Regions from separate parts of the Mus musculus genome. Here all the other regions are linked to region 1. Evidence: chromatin contacts called from public promoter capture Hi-C data. All regions are on one chromosome and are shown on one strand. Each heading gives the region's core, a stretch centred on a gene start, on an enhancer-like site or on the middle of the called end of the contact. The rest is flanking DNA. Distances are from core to core; before and after follow the strand shown.

Evidence for each region. Promoter capture Hi-C pulls out the DNA fragments that hold promoters and counts their contacts.
Region 2: a promoter capture Hi-C map of liver shows a contact between it and region 1, with 2.9 times the contacts expected there. The contact joins the promoter of Mrs2 here to the promoter of H4c6 in region 1. A contact is called at or near these places in 3 of 39 promoter capture datasets (liver and pre-B cells).
Region 3: a promoter capture Hi-C map of liver shows a contact between it and region 1, with 4 times the contacts expected there. The contact joins the promoter of Armh2 here to the promoter of H4c6 in region 1. A contact is called at or near these places in 4 of 39 promoter capture datasets (cranial neural crest, hippocampal neurons, liver and 1 more).

Annotation. Positions count from the first base shown.
Region 1 is chr13:23,549,307-23,554,000 of GRCm38.p6, reverse strand. It overlaps H4c6 (H4 clustered histone 6), which reads left to right and starts at 2,333. Exons shown (of 1, transcript NM_175655.3): 1 at 2,333-2,715. The coding sequence starts at 2,358. The coding sequence ends at 2,669.
Region 2 is chr13:25,017,748-25,022,441 of GRCm38.p6, reverse strand. Mrs2 (MRS2 magnesium transporter) reads left to right here and starts at 2,125. Exons shown (of 11, transcript NM_001013389.2): 1 at 2,125-2,360; 2 at 3,849-3,922. The coding sequence starts at 2,198.
Region 3 is chr13:24,738,713-24,743,406 of GRCm38.p6, reverse strand. It overlaps Armh2 (armadillo-like helical domain containing 2), which reads right to left and starts at 2,186. Exons shown (of 2, transcript NM_001370932.1): 1 at 1,847-2,186. The coding sequence starts at 2,132.

The DNA.
Region 1 (4,694 bases), core at 1,084-3,583:
GCTGCTGACCTCATTACATATATTACATATATAATATAGTCTGTCACAAACAAAAGAATTAGCAGGTGGTATCCACCAAAGGACTTAAACATTTCATAGTCAGTTATCATTATGATAACTGCAGCAAGAATAAAGTTTCTGGAAAAGGGATCAACCATGGGACTACAAACTTGAAACCATAAGAAGCTTCACTCATTCCCACTCATGACTGTGGAGGCTAATATCACAAATGTGGTTTTGGTCTTAACTCCAAAATATAATTACATCCTGAAAAACAGCAGATTATTCTCTGTAGTAAGGCTTGTACTATTTTGTAGAGATTAAAAACAGGCGATAAAAATCCCTAAGAGGTGTGAGAACAGTGAAACTTATGGCTTCGTCCTCTTCTCTCAATTTTGTGTTAGATAAGCAAATATACACACATACACACAAATGCACACCATTACTATAGTAACAGGTGAGAGATTACAGCCTCATGAGGTATTCTACAGGGAGACACATTCTTGGGTATTCTAATACCTAGAGACTTTCAAATCTACAGGAAAGGGTGGTTGTATAAAATAAAAATCAACCTGGTTGTGGTGGTCCATGCCTTTAATCCGAGTACCTGGGAGGCAGAAGCAGGTAGATCTCTGAAATTAAGGACTATCTACAGAGCAAGTTCCAGGACAGCTATGGCTACATGAAGAAACCAAGCACTGTTTCAGAAGGAAAATAATAGGGCTAATAAATAGGTAGCAAGAAAAGAAATATATAAAGAGAAGAAGGCAACTTTAGGCTGAAATAATAAGTAACAGGAAAACAATCATAATAGATGGGGAAGAAGACAAATTTAAGACAAATGTGCTCAAAATATCTATAAAAATTAGAGCTATCAATTTTATATCCCTTTCTGTTGACATTACATGAAGATACTGGCAACTTGGAACTCACATCCAAGTACAAAAGAGTATGTATTAAGTTCATTTTCTAAAATGGGAGCCTTTAAATATTTAAAAACCCCCCTCCCACTTCTCTCTCCCCTCTGTAACACCTTTTAACTGTGTGTGGAAGCTAAATAGCATCTTGCATACTTGAGGAGTATTCTAAGTCCTCGATTTTTTAGAAAAGCCCATTCTCCAATGTGCAAATACATCCCCATCTACAGTCTAGATAACTGAAACTGTGCTCAACAAGTTTCAGGGCAAGGTCAATGCAATTGGGATATGGCTGCTTCACTGGGGTACTTACTAGGCAGCAGGAAGGAATATGCTGAGCTGATGTCATGTCACACTTCACAGCCTGAACTTAGTTTCCCTTAAGTGACCTTTGAGTTCCTTGGGTGGGGGAGAGGAATCCACTGTGCTATTTAACCCCACTGTACTCACACTAGTTTTGGCATTCTGGTATGTACAGAGTGAGTGGGGTGAGGACTGGTGATTTTCTGGAAAGAAGCATAGAAAAGTTCTGTGGGGTAATTGGGATAAGCACATCCTGAGTACATGGTAGTTACTTTTGTTTTTTTGTTTTTTTGGGTTTTTTGTTTGTTTGTTTGTTTCTCTACCATTATCATAGAAACGTCTCACACAAGCAATAGCCAAAGCACATCTTCAAGATGGCCTCTCTCTACACAAGGATGGGGCTCAAACCAGTACTACAGAGGCTAAAAAGAAAACGGTGGCTACCGGTCATGAAACACAAAAGTCCTCCCCAGCAACAATAGCGTTTATTAAAAAGATTAGATCTTCAACTCTGAGCAAGTCTCCATCTTTCCAGGCCAGCCTGGTCTACAGAGTGAGTGCCAGGACAGCCAGGGCTACACAGAGAAACCCTGTCTCGAGAAAAAAAAAAAAAAAAAGGGAAGCAGTATATATTCAATCAATACTAGTGCCCTTTGTAGACTTGAAAACAGAGCTATGTGCAAGCCTCTGAGAAATGCAAAGAGCTTCATAAGTGAGATTTAATAATGCTTGCAAAATTTTAGAAGTTACATTTTCGTAAATCTTCCACCTAAAAGATAACCTTACTGTACTATATCCGGTTTTGTAGATAAGTGTATGGATAACAACCTCCTTTTTAAAAATGATGAGTGGCTGGGAGAATTATAAACTATCGGTTGTCAGAACCTACAAGTACGCTCCTGAAGGACACAAACTAGTGACTAAGAACTCCAAGAGAAAAGCGGAAAACTCATATTCCCCTCGCCACAGGGGCTGTGCCTTCCGCCTAGCAATAGGATTCAGCCAGTGAGTTAGAGGGGCGGATACAGAATCACCTTCCCGCCCGCGCCTTTTCAGTCCTCTAAAAGGTCCGCATTCGCCATATATATACCAGCTGTAGAGGGCGCTTAAGGAATTTCAACTCAGTGCTCCATAGCCATGTCTGGTCGTGGTAAGGGAGGAAAAGGCCTGGGCAAAGGCGGCGCTAAGCGCCACCGTAAGGTTCTTCGCGATAACATCCAGGGCATCACCAAGCCCGCCATCCGCCGCCTGGCCCGGCGCGGAGGAGTGAAGCGCATCTCCGGTCTCATCTACGAGGAAACCCGCGGTGTGCTGAAGGTGTTCCTGGAGAACGTGATCCGCGACGCCGTCACCTACACGGAGCACGCCAAGCGCAAGACCGTCACCGCCATGGACGTGGTCTACGCGCTCAAGCGCCAGGGCCGCACCCTCTACGGATTCGGCGGTTAAGCTCACCTGGAGCTTCTTTCTCAAAGGCCCTTTTCAGGGCCACCCACTTTGTCATAAAAAGCTGTTTGCATTTCTCGACTTGTAATTGTTCTGTCCCTAAAGTTCAAAATGGCGGCTGAGACTTTTCAAAAGGTAAATCTAGGCAATGAAAGTGCTTCCCCAGTAGTTTGTAGTAATTATAACACATCAAATCCAGACAAGGTCTACTGCTTTCTCCCAGTGCTTAAGCTGAGTCTTATTCCCTTGAAGGTGCTAAATACAAAGGGCAAAAGATACTTTTGAAGAGATGATGAACAAAATTCTTAGGCCTAAAGAGCTGTTTTAACCTGTGTGCTCTTTCCCCTGTATCCTTGATTACAACCCTAACGTTTCACTTCTGGGCTAAAGCTCAAGGCTGCCAGCTCTTCCTGACAACGTTGCTCCAGAGGGAAAACTCCATTACTAGTTAACAGACTGGTTCATATTTTTTAAGTGGCCTTATTACTTAGCAACTTAGACTTGTTACCCTGCTATGAGCCAGGCTTTCCACATTGAGAAGGATTCGACTACTAAATGGCTTGTTGACTTCCAAATTTACAGCTCCTGCTATACATGAGATCACAACCACTCCCGCAGTCAAAATGATGGGCCCAAAAGCACACTAGTGACCCTATATTCCTAACTTAGCAATATCAAGATTACATGCTTCCTGGCACACATCCTGTTTTTCTCATTCTTCTGTATGCTTTCTGGGTCCTTTTCAAATTATTTTAATGATGAGTTATCTTTTCCCCTGCAGTGTTTTTTAAGCAATTTTAAATAGTTTTCATCTCTTTTGTACAAAAATAAAATTTTCTTAACTGATTATCCTGCATCTAAAAAATAAAACCCAAACTCCTGTGTTTTATCTGACATCTGTCTTGCCTCTATGACCTCATCCATAACCATGAATTATACTCCCAACTAGACTGAACAACACATCTTTTCTTCCAAATGAAATTTCCATCTGTACACGTGTGGTTTGTTCTCATAAGAATGTAATGTCTTTTTCAACCTTCACCTTTCTACCTGAACCAAGTACTGCCAGTGCCAATTATAGAACCTAACACACAGCAATTACTTAGTATGAATAAAATTAAAAGCTATAAAGACAAAATTGACTTTCCTCTAAATATCTGCAACAATTAGATTTGATTAATTATTTGATCAAGAATACCCATATAACAGTTACAAACAAAGCCTTAGCTTTGGAGAAAAGTACCTTTGAAATCTTCTCAGCCTAGTAGATTTTAAACATAATCTGTAAACAATTCACCATCTAAAACTTACTAGAAAGAGCTTGCTTTCAGAAAACCTCAACTTCAGTTCTAAGCAGCAGGCTGACTCTAGACAAATCGCTTGCTTCTCTGTCTGAAGCTTTTCTCTGAGTCCACATTCTAGACATAACATCCACTTTTATGTTTGATACATCAATATTATTATTTATAAATTTTGTACAGTGTAGTGAAACTCAGTTTATTCCCCACAAGCCTAGACAAGGGCACACAGTACAAGAAGAAAATCTGAAAGTATCACTTAGAGTATATACTTAGTTTACTCTGGGTCTGATAAGGCAAACAGGACGGGCAGGCAACTAGTAAGGAGGGAAATGATGGTCCCTGTCATCTATTCTGGGTGTTAGTGTCTGCAGTGTCTGCCACCTATGTTTTTGAACTTGGTAAGCCATTTCACACATTACTATGATGTATCCTGCATAAAATCAATGGTACTGTTTAAGATTTATTTAGTATAATGACAAGCATTAGTTTACAATGGCACCTAACTCAAAAGCAAGTGGCAAAAAGGCTCTCAGGCAAGTCTTGAATTTGTTTGTTGCTTTGCATGTTTCAGGAGGCAGCTGGTGTTTTGTTTTGTTTTGTTTTGTTTTGTTTTGTTTTGTTTTGTTTTTTTCATTTTTCATTTTTTATTTTTTATTTTAATGCATGCAGCCAAAACAGCACATAATTGTTTTGGTTAAAAAGCAAAATACAATAGTTTTTACTGATA
Region 2 (4,694 bases), core at 876-3,375, 1.5 Mb before region 1:
TGGGAGCTGGGATTGGGAACAAACCAAGAGGAGAAGCAGCAGATCTGAGCCCCCACAAAGGGTTGCCCTAGGAAAGCCTCAATGTGGCATAGAAAATGTTAACTTTATTTGGTCTGGAAGCTTTGCCCTCTGCCATAGTCAGTAGCTCATGACTCCTTTCTAAATAAAATTGTCCAGAACACTGGTGTTGACTCCAAATGTCCCAAACCAAAAGATCTCTTACATCTTTAATAAGCTTTTGCCAGGCAACCCAAAGAACTTAGAAGGAGAGGGATCTCCGAGCTTCGCAGCTTAGAGGAGGTGCAGGATAGGATGTGAGGCCCTAACCCTGGAAGCGGATCCTACCGGTCAACCCCACCTTGAGGCTTAAGCAGCGTAAAGTTCAATCCCACCTTGAGGTGTAGAGGGGACTAGTTAGGATACAAGGCAAGATGGATCCCCTCTGCAGGAGACCGATTGATTTTGTTTTTCGGATAAGGCTAGCCTGGACCTTACTATGTAGCCGAGGCTAGCCTTGACTCTAGTTGCTCAGCTTCCATTTCCCATGGGCTTAGGTTATAGCACATACCACTACACCCAGCTTGACGTTGGTTTGATTTTTTTTTTCAGATAGAATACTATAGTCATGGGTGGGTTTTTTTGTTTTTGTTTTTGTTTGTTTGTTTGTTGGTTTGTTTGTTGGTTGGTTGGTTTGGTTGGTTTTTCGTTTTGTCTTGTTGCAGTTAACCTGATGTGCTGTTTGTCCATTTTCTCCCTTAATTTGCAGTGGCTTTACCTTTTCTTTTAACAACTTCATGGTGGAGAAAAGTCCTAGATTTGGTGCTAATTCTAGGGCTGGATACAATGACCTAATATGTGCTTTACTGCTCAGACAGTTTTGAGTCCTGAGTAACAACGTGCCACATTGGCCTGACATGTCCAAGGTGTTCTGTTCAATGTCCTAACCCTGCTTTTAAAAACCTAAATAAAGCCGGGCATGGTTGGCGCACGCCTTTAATCCCAGCACTCGAGAGGCAGGGGCAGGCGGATTTCTGAGTTCAAGGCCAGCCTGGTCTACAGAGTGAGTTCCAGGACAGCCAGGGCTACACAGAGAAACCGTGTCTCGAAAAACAAAACAAAATAAAACAAAAAACCAATAAACATAAATTGGACTATTAACAAGACCATGTGTCTGAACAGCTGCCAGCACTTGCCCAATGTTTTTCAAAGGTCATGTCATGGTGCGGGGTAGGGGGCGGCGGCAATGAAGTGTTTTTTAAATAATTATTTTTCTTGAATGACTATTTCCTGGCACATGTTTTTCAAAGATTTAGCACATCAAAGTTCTAATGAAGTGAAACCTCTATCATGTCCTTTCTGTACATTCAAGGCTCGTCCTACTAGCAATGCTTAAAGTACTTCTAGCTCTCGGTGTCCAAGCCAAACATCCATGGTCTCTTCTGGAACTTTCCTTTTGTCCACAGCTTCCCACTGTTCTACTCAATCCTTAGTGCCCGGCAAGATAAATAGTCCAACATCCCCATAGCTCCATGTTCATATATCAGTGAAGAAAGTTCTGAAACTCAAGTCTGTCTTTAGTATTGTGATGTAAACAACAAGTCTATTGACAAATATTTATTTTCTCTGGGGGCGGGCTGAGGGGTGTGATTAACTAGACTGATATCAAGTAGTGCAGACTGGCCTTACACTCTAGTTAAGAATGACCTTGAACTCTGGAGGGATTGCAGCTATGCGCCAGCACACTGCTCGCTTGGGCTTTTCCTTGTTCTACAGCAAAAGCTTAACGCACTGTCCCTTCAAAGTGAGTTTTAAACACAGTAGCCTTAAATAAAACTTATTTGATTTACTAATAGTGGTAACTTCCTCATCTCCCAACTGTATATTTGTGCATACATAGATACATAGGGGACCTTTCCAGAAAGTAGAATCAATCCGCAGCTCCTCGAAACAATGGACACTTTCGGAGCTGAGCTGCTTTGGTCAGTCTACCTTCACACTTGCACGTCCTGGCTCTGTTACGGACGCAGACCGGGTCGGCAGTCACCAGACACCACGCCGGAGCATGCGTGGACGGCAGCGCGCAGGCGCGGGACGGCTCGCGCAGGCGCGGTGCGCGGTTGTCGCGGTGAGCCGGTTGACCCGAGTTCCGGCATGTCGGACCGGCGTCCTGGGGCGGCTTCCCGGTTGCCCGCGCGCCATGGAATGCCTGCGCTGCCTGCCCGGGCTGCTGCCCCGCGCCGCGCAGCCCCGGAGGGCCCTGTGGACGGCGGTCGCGCGCCTGAGCCTCGCTGCCTGCGGCGGCCGCGCGACCCCTTTGCGCTCCCGGAGCCCGAAAGCGTCGAGCACAGCCCGCGCTGCAGGTACGCGCGTCCCGCGGGGCCCCGGCGGCCTCTGTCCCGCCTGCCCTTGGCCCCGCCATCCTCACCGCCGCTCGGCCTTGCCGGGCTCACCCGGCCCTCAGTGCTCCGGCCAGCACTGCGAGGACTTGATTGCGGTTTCTTGCTTATTGGGACAGGGTCTCCTTGTGTTGCCCAGGCTGGCCGCCAATTGACAGCAGTCCGGTCTCATCCTTCTGAATGAAGCCGTTAGAAGCGTTAACCGCCTCATTGGCTACTTTCGTTTGTTTTGTTATTGTTTTAAAATTAGCATTTAAACGGCCTTCTCTGAGTTTGTATGTGGAGGTCAGATGACAGCTTGCTCGAATCAGTTGTCTTAACGCAGGGCTTGGCGGCATGCATTTTGCTGGCCATCTGCTCAGCCCAAAGTAAAGGGTTTATGACAGCACTTTTATACATACTTTTTCCTGAAACCCCCTCATCCTACTGGCCCTTTTACTTCCTTATGCTCCCTTCTATTTTCGTGTCCCAGAATTCTGTTAGGTGGGAGTTTTGTTTGTTTCGAGTCGTGGTCTCACAGTAATCCAAGCTGGCTTGAAACTCTGCTGTGGAGCCCAGACCAAAGTCGATGTTGGGCAGCAGGAAGCTACAATTAGCAAGGTTGGGGTGTTATTAATTCTGTTTATTATGTTACTTTCTTCTGGGCACATTGATACAGTTACATAGTTGCCTTGGAATAAAGTAGGGAATTCCTAGAACTGAGTTTGAATGTGAAGCCAGTGATGAGCATTAATTAACCCTTGGCGAAGTCTACTCTGCAAGTAGCCAGCCAAGGGAGCAAAAAACGCTGGGGGAAGACAGAGGAGTCTTTCTTTGCTGATGCTTTGGTGAAACCTGAGGACAGCGTTTTCCACAAATGTGACTGCACAGAAACAGTCCTGACAAGAGTGGTTTGGGCTACTACTCTTTTTTGAATTGTACTTAAATTTTTCCCATAATGAGCTGCTGTCAGTCAACACCCCCTTCCCCACACCCAGGTCTTTTGCCACAAGCTTTTTTCCTCCCTTGATAATACTTGGGAACCAAGTGGTCTGTAAGACCCAGGAACTTAACTTGTGACTCTTGTCCCTAGAGCTTACATGGTAGAAGGAGAGAATAGACTTCTGACTTCCACAGTACTCAAACACACCCAATAAACAAATGTAAGTGTTATTTTATTACTTTTGTACAGTGCTTTGGACAAAGCCCAGGGCCTTGTGCATTTTAGACAGGCACTGGTTGCCCCAGCCCCAACTGACCTTTCTAATCACAGAGCAAGGACAGACAGACCTCAGTTAACAAGTTGTATGAGTTTAGTACATGGAAGTGGTGGGTAAGAAGATGGATAGAATGATTAGCTGGAAGCCTAACCAAACAAGTGTCTTCTTAAGGCTCCATGGACTATTAGAGCTACAGTTTCCCCTCCAAGAAAATGGGTTAGCACGGGCCATTCATTCTCTCCTTTGTTCTCAGGTGATGTGCTCCGGTTTAGAACCTCGGATGCCTCTCAAGCCACTTTAGCCAGCGTGGCCCAGGTGTTTGCTGTGGTGAGTACGCAGCGTCCAATCACTTGCCAGTTCACAGGGTTGGAGTCAGAGGAGGTATTTGCCTCTGTGCTGTGTTTGGCCAGTGACCCAAGCTCCTGAGAGATTGGTCTAGAGGAAGTCTTGAAGCTTTGCTGATGACTGGGGTTCTGGCTATACGGAACAGGCTCTTCCAATGACAGCTCAGACGTTTTCCCCTTGTCGATAAAATTAAGGTGTTTTTGTAGTACGTGTTAAAGGCTTCCACCAGAAGCATGTTTCTTTTCTTTTCTTTTTTTTCAGGGGGCTGGGGAGAAGGGGTTGGAGGCTGGGGAGAAGGGGTTGGAGGGAGAACAAGTCTAATGTAACTTAGCTCACTTCAGACTTGCTATGTGGTCTAGGGTGATCTTGAACTTGTCCGCCTGGCTCTGCCCTCTCAAGTTGTAGTGTAGCAGGTGTGTGCCACTATCCCATGATTTAATGCGCCACCACACCTACTTTATGCAGCCTGGTTATTGATCCTGGGGCCTTTTGTGTGCCAGACAAGCACTCTGCCAACTGAGCCACAGCCCCAAAGCCTCCTTAGTGAACACTTCATATTTTATCTGAGTCTGTTTAGAATCCCCTGGAAGAGGTGTGCATGCCCGGGAAGGGTGGCTATGATCTCTAAAACTGTGAACTGATTCTCAGGGACCTGGGTGAATTAATGCACACCTCCTGTGCTCTGCATGTGCATTTATGAAATTAGGCCCTTGGTGACAAAGTGTTAGCCATAAATAACCTAAGTAAAATTGTA
Region 3 (4,694 bases), core at 937-3,436, 1.2 Mb before region 1:
CCAGACCCCAACATCTTATATGGAAAAAAAAATCCCACTAATCCTTGAATAGGAAGACCCACCAATCCTTGAGCTCCCCCAAGCTCAGGACTTGAAATCTGACCAATCCTCGCCCTGGAAATCTCCACCTGGAAAGCTCCGCTGCTCCCCTCCTCCCTCCCCGCCCGGAGAAATCCTGTATAAGCCCTGCCTATTTGGCTTCCTGCTGTCTTCTCCCTGGAGCAGGGGCAGCTGCTCTTGAATTCTGGTCTCCTGATATAACCTCTTTCCTTTGCTCCCTGGTGTGAGTCATCTGCAGAAGCCAAGAAACCAAGAAGTGGAGCCCGACTGAGGCTCCTGGGCTCCTGGGCTCCTGGGCTCCTGAGCTCCTGAGCCTCAGCTGGGAGTACCCTCCCCTGGGGGCTATAAAGCCAGAGCAGTGAAACAGTTGTTACACTGTCACACTGTAGCAGTCCAGCTTAGTCTGGGATATCCTTAGGGCCGCAAGGCTTCCTTTCAGAGGGCGTGGTTCCTGGGCTCTTCTGTCTCAGGATACCTTTCCATTGGGACATTGTCCCACCTCAGAGCTATGTGGCGTTTTGGTCTCCGGTGCCTCAGGATATCTTCCATTCTAGCAGGATGCCAACAATTATTTTATTAAAAGATGATCATAAGGATTAAATACTACGAATTAAGGTAGAAGTCCACCACGATAGGATAGCCTCTGGGCTTGGGGCAATATGGAAGACTCCTCTTAGCAGGGCTTCTCTTTCTCTGACCTTGTCTGGGGAAGCCTACACTACACATATGCATGTCACATAACCTCAGTTTATGTGATGGGTTTCCTTTCTCCTGATAAAACCTGTTGAGCCAGCCCGAGATTCCCGAAATGCTTCGCTATGCTAATGAGGCTTTCCCGGGACCCTGACCCCCAGTCTTTGTTCATCCTCGGACCCCCAAAACTTTATAAGCCTTGAGTAACCCTAAGTAAAGTTGATCTGCCTACTGACATCTGGTCCCAGCGTGGTCTTTTATCTTAGGTACTCACAGGGCTTTCAAACACCCGTTCAACATCTCTGCTCCCTGTGCCTTGAGGACTATATAGGAGGGTGGGGAGATCAAAGACACTTTTTCTATGTAATGCTTTGTCTTATTTGAACAAAGGGTTTGAGACAAGTCTTTTTTTTTCTTTTCTCTCTCTCTCTCTCTTTCTTTCTTTCTTTCTTTCTTTCTTTCTTTCTTTCTTTCTTTTTTTCTTATTTTTCTGTAGCCTTGGCTGACCTTGTGTAGACCAGGTTATCCTCAGACCTGCAGAAACTTTTCTGCTTCTTCTTCCCAAGCTGGGAAATACAGATGTGTACTACCACATCTGGCTTTGTGAATATATATGTGTACCACCATGCCTGGCTGTGTGATAACAGTTGTGTAACGCCACTCCTGGCCCTGTGATTATAGATGCACAGTGCCATGCCTGTCTGTCTGTTTACTTTACAAACTATAACAAGAAAATATTTGGTACTTATATATGTCATCAAAATTCTATCACAAAGCTAGGCATGGTAGTGCATGCCTTTAGTCTCAGCATGGGGGAAGCAGAAGCAGCCAGATCTCTGAGTTCAAGGCCATCCTAGCCTACAGCAGGAGCTACAGGACAGCCAGGGCCACACAGAGAAACCCTGTCTCGAAAAAGAAACAAAACAAAACAAAACAAAACAATTACATCTTGATGATGATGGTGATGATGATGGTGGTGGTGGTGGTGGTGATGATGATAAACAACACTAATAATCCCCACTAAACTGCTGGGCTCTAACTAGCAGAAGCAGACTGAAGCACCTATAGTGTTAGCACAGTGGTGAAGCAGTACCTGTGAAAGACAGTAGTCCGATTTTCTGGGCAGCCTGAGCTCTCTTATCAAGGGATAGTCTTTTATTCTTCAGGATGCTGCCAAGCTCCAGAATCTTTTCTCTGTGAAAAATGTAGTCGGCCGTGGAGGTTGGCACCTCTTCCTTTTGCGGTGAAGCAAAAAACCGTCTCTTCACCTTATTATCCCAGAAACTTCTGAGGCTCTCCGACAGGGTTCTGAAGAGTTGACATGTCTGACTGCAAATACTGCAAATCCGTCCACAAATACCCCAATTCTCATAGGACATTGGTGCTCCTGTGTGTAGGCGAGGCTGGAGTTCAGTCAGTAGCACTGGAGCACTGCCCCGCAAGGAGATAGAACGGAATTTAGGGCACTGCCTGGCAACCTGGTAGAACAAAAAGAACAGAGGGGCCAGAAGCAATAAACACGAGGTTCCTAGCCTGGCATTCCAGGCCCCGTAGGACTAGAACAAAAGCCACCTGAGCGTCTCTGGGACCCCAACACATAGCTCACAACTGTCTTATGCTGGCTCACTGGGGACTTTCTTCTCCTTGATCTGCCCACTAGCTTCTGAGTGGCTTTTTCTGAAACCTGCAAGGCTTGTTTTTGTTTACATCGTAGATTTCCCGTTTTGATGACAGAGCTGAAGCCATCAAGAGAATCATCTGTCCCTTCCGTTGTATCTACCCACCTGTCTGCCCATGTCTTCTTTCCTTCTGTGCCTGTGGTGGTAGCTAACTTCTCCCAATCCCCTAAAAGACACTACTCCTCTATTCTTCCCTTAGTACATCGCCAACTAGATCCCCTAAGGTGTATATACAAGGATCTGGGCTTTAAGTCAAGTCTTTCAGCTGGGTGTGGTGGTATCCACCTATCATTCAAGCATTTGGGAAGCTTCTGCAACAGGCCTTTGAGTACGATGATGCTAACTTGGGCCATATATAGCAAGATCCTGTCCCAAAAAGCCAAAACAACTCCTTTCTTTTCTCCTCTCTCTCTCTCTTTCTCTTTCTTCCTCTCTTTCTCTCTTTCTTTCTTTCAAAGAATTATTTATTCATTTTATGTACACGAGTACACTGTAGCTGTCTTCAGACACACCAGAAGAGGGCACCAGATCTCATTACAGATGGTGATGAGCCACCATGTGGTTGCTGGGAGTTGAACTCAGGACCTCTGGAAGAGCAGTCAGTGCTGTTAACCGCTGAGCCGTCTCTCCAGCCCCCAAACCACTCTTGATTCTGTGTATTCCATCTTTCCTCTGGATAGATCAGCTGAGCTCACACGGCAGCTTTAAATAACGGCTACATCCTGAACACTCAATTTCATGTGTTTAGATTGTCTTCAGACCGGACATTGCCATTTGACTATAATGATCTTAAATTCCCAAGCTCAAGTGATTCTCCGGTATCAGCCTCCCAGTTAAGTCAGCTGGGACCATAAGTGTACAGCACTGCATCAGGGTCACACAAGGACATACTCTCTCAGCCCCTATCAAACACACACACGCACACACACACACACACACACACACACACACACACAGGCGCACACACAGGCGCACACGCACACACACAGGCGCACACGCACACACACAAACGCACATTTGGAGACAAGGTCTCTACAAGTGTGGCTGTGAGTTGGGGTTATACACAGGAATGTGCAGGCACTGGCCAGAAGTAGATTTGGAACCCTAGGCAAGTTCCATCTTTTTTTTTTTTTAAACTAAAAGATTTGTCTCGTTTTCCGTTTTTATGTGTATAAGCTTTGCCAGTATGTATGTCTAAATACCACATGTATGCCTTCTGACTTGGAAGTTGGAAGAGGGCATTGGATTCCCTGCAGTTATAGATTGATTATGGGCTGCCATGGACGTCTATAGAGTGAACCAGGGTCCTTCGCAAGAACATGGAGTTTTCTTAAGCACTGAGCAATCTCTCCGGCCCCTAAAGATTTTTTTTTTCTTTTTGGTTACACTCTGCCGGCACCCACAGGTACGCTCACATAAACCTCACCCCATACCTATACCACATACTGCAAAAGTAGTGAGTCTGAAGCAGACTTAACTAACTGAAACCTTGTCTCAAAACACACACTCCAAATCCCCAACTCCAATATATACAAATACTTAGAGGCAAGGTGTATGTCCTAGTGTAATTGAACTTGATGTAGTGGATATGTGTGTGTGTGTGTGTGTGTGTGTGTGTGTGTATGTGTCCATACATGAGTACAAGTGCTTTCAAAGGCCAAAAGAGGACACTGGATTCCCCTGAAGCTAAACTTTACAGATGGTTGTGAGTTGTCTGACTTGGGTGAACTGGGGCCCTCTGGAAGGTAGCAAGTTCTCTTAATTACTGAGCTATTTCTACAGCTTAACCCCTGAGACCTTGATTTCACTGTCTTAGTAAATCAGGCACTGTGATTATGCTCTGATGCTCAGTTGTGTGTGGGGTGTGTGTGTGTGTGTGTGTGTGTGTGTGTGTGTATGTATGTGTGGTTTTGTTTATTTGTTGAGACAGAGTCTCACTCTGTAGCCTTGGGTGGCCTGGGAGTTGCTATGCAGACAGGCAGGCCTTGAATGCATAGAGATCTGCTTATCCACTTGCCTCAGCCTCTCGCAGTTCTATCATCTATCAATCAATCTATAAATCTATCAATCTATCAATCTATCTATCTATCTATCTATCTATCTATCTATCTATCTATCTATCTATCTATCTATCTATCATCTGTTTCATCCTTGAAATCACTCTGTAGACCAGGCTCAAATTCACAAAGATCCACCTGCCTCTGTCTCCCAAGTGGTGGGACTAAAGATAAAAGACACCGCACTCTGCCACAATTTTATAAT